Regions from separate parts of the Pan troglodytes genome. Here region 2 is linked to region 1. A link is a contact called in public Hi-C data. All regions are on one chromosome and are shown on one strand. The core of a region is the stretch at or near the end of the contact, and the rest is flanking DNA. Distances in the headings are between cores, read along the strand shown. Region 1 holds the start of GALNT17 (polypeptide N-acetylgalactosaminyltransferase 17). Region 2 overlaps GALNT17 (polypeptide N-acetylgalactosaminyltransferase 17).

What was found. Hi-C and Micro-C count contacts between places; a contact is called where the count stands out from the background.
Region 2: a Hi-C map of stem cell-derived neural progenitor cells shows a contact between it and region 1, with 3 times the contacts expected there. The contact joins the enhancer-like site here to the promoter of GALNT17 in region 1. A contact is called at or near these places in 1 of 7 Hi-C or Micro-C datasets (stem cell-derived neural progenitor cells) and 1 of 1 datasets of contacts at active chromatin or transcription factors (stem cell-derived excitatory neurons).

Annotation. Positions count from the first base shown.
Region 1 is chr6:79,754,070-79,757,110 of NHGRI_mPanTro3-v2.0_pri, reverse strand. It overlaps GALNT17 (polypeptide N-acetylgalactosaminyltransferase 17), which reads right to left and starts at 1,679. Exons shown (of 11, transcript XM_016957563.4): 1 at 958-1,679. The coding sequence starts at 1,195.
Region 2 is chr6:79,929,761-79,932,894 of NHGRI_mPanTro3-v2.0_pri, reverse strand. The region is part of intron 1 of GALNT17 (polypeptide N-acetylgalactosaminyltransferase 17); the gene reads right to left. Among named protein-coding and RNA genes, the nearest start is that of GALNT17, 180 kb to the right of the region's middle. Within about 2 kb of position 1,429, at least 9 of the 24 cell types and tissues checked have an H3K27ac peak or open chromatin away from gene starts, as enhancers often do. A contact at or near this core is called in stem cell-derived neural progenitor cells, where this site is marked.

The sequences.
Region 1 (3,041 bases), core at 430-2,929:
CATCAGTTATTATTATCACGATCTTCCTGATTATCTGCAGTTCGTTTGAGAACATGAGTTACAAGCTCAGAAAGGGAGGAGGTAGTCTGTACCTAAGTACGTATCTGCCTTGGATAACCCCACGCATCCTGGAAACCTGCCTGTACTCAGGTAGGTAACACTCACTCTGAGGTTGGGGACAGCTAGTGTCCAATGACCTGGCCCAGGTGTGACGAGAGCACATAAAAAGTCTCCCTCTTCTCCTGAAGTACTGAGCACAACATTTTAGATGGGACAGATTCTGACAATTGTCACTAATGGGATGCCACATCTCTCTTTGCTACATTCTGGAAACTTCGCAGGCCCACCCTGAGCTTTAACAATCGCCCCTCCGCAGCCCCCAAGGAGAAACACAGGCGGCAGGAAGGGAGGAGTCCTCATTCTTAGCTGAGCAGCTCGCCTCATAGACAGATGACATATTCCTCCCATATACTACCTAAGCGCATTAGCTCCGCGACCTGGGGCCTTGACTTTGTCTGCAGACATCTAAGCCCTCCAATCTCCCAGGCTCCCTACTGGTACCACACCAAACGCTGGGCTCTAACACTATTTTCCTCCTACACGTCTGCCCGCGCGCCTCCAGTCCCATTTGGCCGCTCCACTAGTTTCTGCGCTCGGGCTGGAGTCGCCAGGGAATGATTTCCAGTCCGCACGCGGGGACCGGGAGCCAACTGTACTGACATGTTTCCAGGATAAAACCAAATTTGCAGGTGGGGCACAGAAAAGAATCAGGCAAGTTGTTCTTTCCAGCAGCCCCGGCCATCTGCCCGAAACGGGGCAGGAAGGGTAAGAAGGAGCGCGCGGGAGCCAGGATGTGCCGGCTCCCAGGCACAGGACGCAGCGCGCAGGGACCCTGGGGCTCACCCTGTGCCTGGCCCGTCCGCGCCGAGCCCCGGAGGCGCCGGCGTGCGTCCTTACCATTCAGCTGCCGGTACACGATGTCCTCCAGCAGCGACAGGCGCTTCAAGACCGCATCCTGGATGGGGCTGGCGCTGTGCGCGCTGAGGTTGGCCACCTCGGCGCGCGGCCGGATCTCGTGGAAGGCGTCTCCGCTGCGCACCGCGATGGGCCGGCACTTGGCCAGGAAGAGCACGAAGCCAGCTACCGCGATCAAGTTCAACACCAACAGCACTTTGACTCTTCTCAGTGAAGCCATCAAACAGCCCGGCCGGCCCTCGCCCCGGACCCGCGCCCCCTCGGGCTCCGGCGAGGCGCGGGGCAGCCAGGGGCCGTGCAAGCCTCACACACCAGACGGCCGGCAGGGATCCAAGCCCCTGCTCGTCCCACCTCAAGGATGCTCGGGCGGCGGAGACGGCTGGGAGGTCGGGTTGGTGGTGGGGAGAACGGAATCGCTCACATGGAAGTCCTCGCTCTGCAGAAGTGCTCCCCGAGACGCCTGATCAGTCCACGGCGCACGACCCCTTCCAGGCGTCTCCGCGAAAGGCCAGGAACTTGGGGGTTTCTCTTCTGCACCAGCAAGTGGTTCGCCTCTGGACCTCTAGCCGCCGGCGCCGCGGACTCCGAGGCCGGCAGGCGGGGCTGCCCGGGAGGCGCAGAGGGAGCGGCGCGCAGGTGCCGGGCTCAGGGATCGCCGCCCGCCCACGGCGGAGCGCGCTGCGCCTGGGGCCGCACAGCCTCCACCCTGGCCCGCAGGCGGCCGTCGCGGCGCGCCACCCGCGCTCTTCAGCGGAAGACCCGCTCCCCCGGGCGGGCGCCTTTGTTCCGCTCACCGACCCGCTCCATCGCTCCGGGCAGAGGGGAAGCCCGCTCGGGGCGCCCGCATCCTCCAGGCTCCGCAGTCACGCTCAAGTCTCAATTACTCTCAAAGTGGGAGCAGCACTAGGGGGCGGGCGCCGGGCCGAGCGCTACGTCCTCTCCGCCCCCCGCGCGGGGTCCACCCCACCCCGCCGGCAAACTCACCAGCGCGCACAGCGCCGCCGGCTCCCGGACACGTTCCAAGCCCCCAAACCGCGCCGAGAGCCTTCGGGGCCTTCAGGGCACACCGGCCTGTCTCGGAGCTGGCGCGTCGCGAGGCTGGCCGGAAGGAGTCGGACCTCAAAAGTCACAGCAGTTCTCTACCCCCTCCCAAAACGTCGCGGGCAGCGCAGCGGGGAGGTACGCGCGCCGAATCACCCTCCGCTCGCCAGATCCGGCCGCGCGGCTCGTCCCGCGCCCCCGGGAGCCAAACGCCGAGTCTCCCAATTGGCGGACGCGGTGACACCGCCGCTGCGGCACCGAGAGCCACACAGCCCCGGAGCTGAGGAGCCCGGAGGGGACGCGCAGGTGGCGGCGGAGGGCGGGGCGCGGTCCGAGGGGAGCGGCGGCGGCGCCAGCTCCTCCTCCGCCGCTCTTCGCCACCCTGTCCCCGAGAGGCTGTCGGCCGCCGCCGCCTCCCGCAGGCTGCCGAGCGCACAGCTCCCCGTCTCGCCGACTCGTGCGCGCGCACCCGGGCAGGGCGGGGGCTTCTGGAGAGTGGGGACCGCGCGGGATGGAGGCAGTCAAGGCATGCTGGCTGCGGCCGGCGCTGGAGGGACCCTTTAGTTCTCAGTACTCCCCGAGCGGGCGGGTTCGTTCCATCCCGGTTGGCGATGAAGACATCCTTTTCTGTGTGCTCGCGGCTCCGCGCTGCGTGGCCAGGAATGGCTAGAGGGAAAATCTGGCCTGGAGGCTCGGATTCTGAGACTTTCGGAGCCAGGCCGGGCGTGAGCGGGCTTGAGGGGGTTCTCTGCGTGCGAGAATTCTAACCTACCCATTCACTGCTTCTAGGCCCACCCACTGCTCTGTTCAAATTTTATTATAAGAAGCATATTCATTTGGCTCCTGGTTTTCCACTACCTCTTCCTCTTCCCAAAACCCAGGAACTCGAAATACTGGAATTCAACGCCCCCCCCCCTCCCCGTTGATCCATTTAATTCCTTGGGTCTAAAATAGAAATCAGGCCGCCAACTAATAAAAATCAGGCAGCAAAGCTAAACGGAGCTGGTCGTTTTCCCCTCATCATT
Region 2 (3,134 bases), core at 180-2,679, 180 kb before region 1:
AGCATATGCAGTTTGTGTTTACATGACCCCAAATTCATCCCCACTCTCCCTCCACCCTTTATTATGGGAATTCCTTAATATAACTCTTATTATCATTATAATATCCTATATTCATAGGAATATTCCTCTAGTATGTAATTTGAATACTATCTCAAATAATTCTTGAAATTAATAAGCAAATGTAAATAAAAGGATAGCTTGGGGGACAACTTTTGCAGTAAATGACACGACGAAAGTGTAGACAAAAGTTATGCGAACCCAGACGAAGGCATGGTTTTCTCTCCTTGGTCTCGGCAGGGAGCATGCATGGCTTCCTCAAGGAGATAACATTTGGATGTGGTCTCGGAGGGGTGGAAACTCCTTCCCAGCAGAAGGGAAAGCGTGTGCCTCAACTCACATAAGGAAGAAGCAAATTTAGCAGGGAATGAGATGGGAGGGAGGTAGCTGGGCAGGATGGCGAGGCTGGAAAGACAAACAGGAATTAGACTGCCAAGGGTCATGGATTTATTCACTGAGTCACAGTGAACCAAGAAAGGTTTTGAGTAGGAAAGAGAAAAGAAATGATCAGGTCTGGATGCAATGACAGCATAAAAATGACTCTGACAAGAGTTGGAAAAATGGTGCTGAAGGGAAAAAAGACTAGGTAGAGGGTCACATCAGCTGTCCAAGTCAGACTCAAAAGGATTTGAGCTAGGACAAGTGGTGGATAGAGAGTAAAAAGAAATGAGCTGGGCACAGTGGCTCACATCTGTAATCCCAACACTTTGGGAGGCCGAGGTGGGCAGATCACCTGAGGTCAGGAGTTCGAGACCAGTATGGCCAACATGGTGAAACCCCGTCTCTACTAAACATACAAAAATTACCCAGGCGTAATGGTGCTTGCCTGTAATCCAGCTACTTGGGAGGCTGAGCCATAAGAAATCCATTGAATCCGAAAGGCAGAGGTTGCAGTGAGCTGAGATCGTGCCACTGCACTCCAGCCTGGGCAACAGAGCGTGGCTCCATTTCAAAAAAAAAAAACAAAAAAACTAAAGAGAAATGAAAGGCACTTCCAAAGCAGAGCCCAGAGCAGTTGCTGGCTTGTCTTCCCCAATACCCGTCACATCCCTTTTCTCATTGCATCCATGTTTATTTATCTCGTGCAAAGTGCCTGAAGCTGCAAGGTTCTGGGGATACAGAGGGGCTCTTGATCTAGCCAGGGGGACAGACAGAGGAGCCTAACAAAGAGAGGATGCTGAAGATATAAGTCCTAAATCAAATGGAGGGAGGGCAGTGAATTTGGTACAGAATGTTCAGAAAAATTCTATTCATTCCCTCCCTACTCCTGAGAAACACATAGTGATCCTGTGACATCAGCCCCAATGCCTCTTTTGAAAGCAGTTCTATAAAAGGCAATGCCAAGGAATGAGAATGGAAACCGAACAGTCTGGGTGTGGGATGACCCTTGGCAACACGGGTGAGATCACACGCTGCCTTGGTCCCGGCACTGGCAGCCAGGATCTGCTCCCTCCAAGCTGCAATCCAATGCTTCTTTCTTCCTCTGCAAATATCCTTCAAGGCTTGACAAATGTGAGTCACCACGACAAGAATAGTGCCATTCCTAAATAGCAGGTCTTTATATACTTTGTTTCCTTGCTCCTATTTGCTACTTTGTCACTGAGCTTTCCAGACAACTGTCCCCATGCAACAAACTCCCCTCTGACCCGGAGCCTTCAGACTTCCCAGAATTGGATGAAATGGAAAACACACAAGACCCCTGAATCAGGCTCAGTGAGGCACGTCCCACCTACCCACTTGCTGTGCCCCTTTTCTCCCAAAGGTCTCAGTGTGGCCTCTTTCTAATAACCAGAAACTGTGAGCTAAGCATCCCAATGAAGTAATCTTTACAATCTCCCAGAGCCAGAGAAATGCACAAATGAAAAGAAAAAAAAAATGCTTCACTCATAAGCATTGTTCTATTCTAAAAATAGTGCTCTAACCAATACTCACCAACCACTTGGACTTCAGATTTAACTTCTCATTTTCTGGTTCCTTCTAATGAGTATGCCTAACTTGGTAGAAGGAATCAGAAAATGAGAAGTTGAGTAGGAACTCTACTGCTACTCCAGAGACAGGTCTTAACGGAGCACAGAGTGGGTGCAACCAAGGAAGACTTCCTAGAGGTGGGGCTATGAAGACCAGGAAGTCTTCCTCCATTGCATCCACTCTCTGCTCTCTTAAGACCTGTCTCTATCATAGCACTTGATAAGCTGTATTATAATTTTCCGTTTAGATGCTCGTCTCCTCCAACAGATTGTGAGTTTCCTCTCTCATGGCAGAAAGTGGGTCTTATTGCCTCTGTAAGCCAGCACCTAGTGTAATAACATATACCCAGCAGGGTAAAACGTATACTCAAAAATGTGACATAAACCACAATGAGATACCACCTCACACCCATTAAAATGGCTACTGTCAAGAAAACAAAATAACAAGTGTTGGCAAGGATGTGGAGAAAGTGGTACCTTGTGCACGGCTGATGGGAATGCAAAATGCTGCAATCCCTACGGAAAACAGTATGGCGGTTCTGCAAAAAGTTAAACATAGAATTACCACAGGATCCAGGAATTTTACTTCTGGGCATAAACCCCAAAGAAATGAAAGCAGGGACCAGGGGTGGTGGCTCACGCTTGTCATCCCAGCACTTTGGGAGGCCAAGGTGGGCAGATCACTTGAGGTCAGGAGTTCAAGACCAGCCTGCCCAACATAGTGAAACCCCATCTCCACTAAAAATACAAAAATTAGCCAGTTGTGGTGGCGGGCACCTGTAATCCCAGCTACTCGGGAGGCTGAGGCAGGAGAATGGCATGAACCCAGGAGGCAGAGGCTGCAGTGAGCTGAGATCATGCCACTGCACTCCAGCCTGGGCAACAGAGCGAGACTCTGTCTCAAAAAACAAAACAAAATAAAACAAAACAGAAATGAAAGCAGGGACTTGAACAGATATTTGCACACTCATGTTCATAGTAGCACTATTTGCAATAGTCAGTAGGTAGAAGCAACCCAAGTACCCATCAACAGATGAATAAACAAAAGAGGATACATTAAGTTGGTGCAAAAGTAATTTCTGTTTTTTGCCATTACTTTCAATGGCAAAA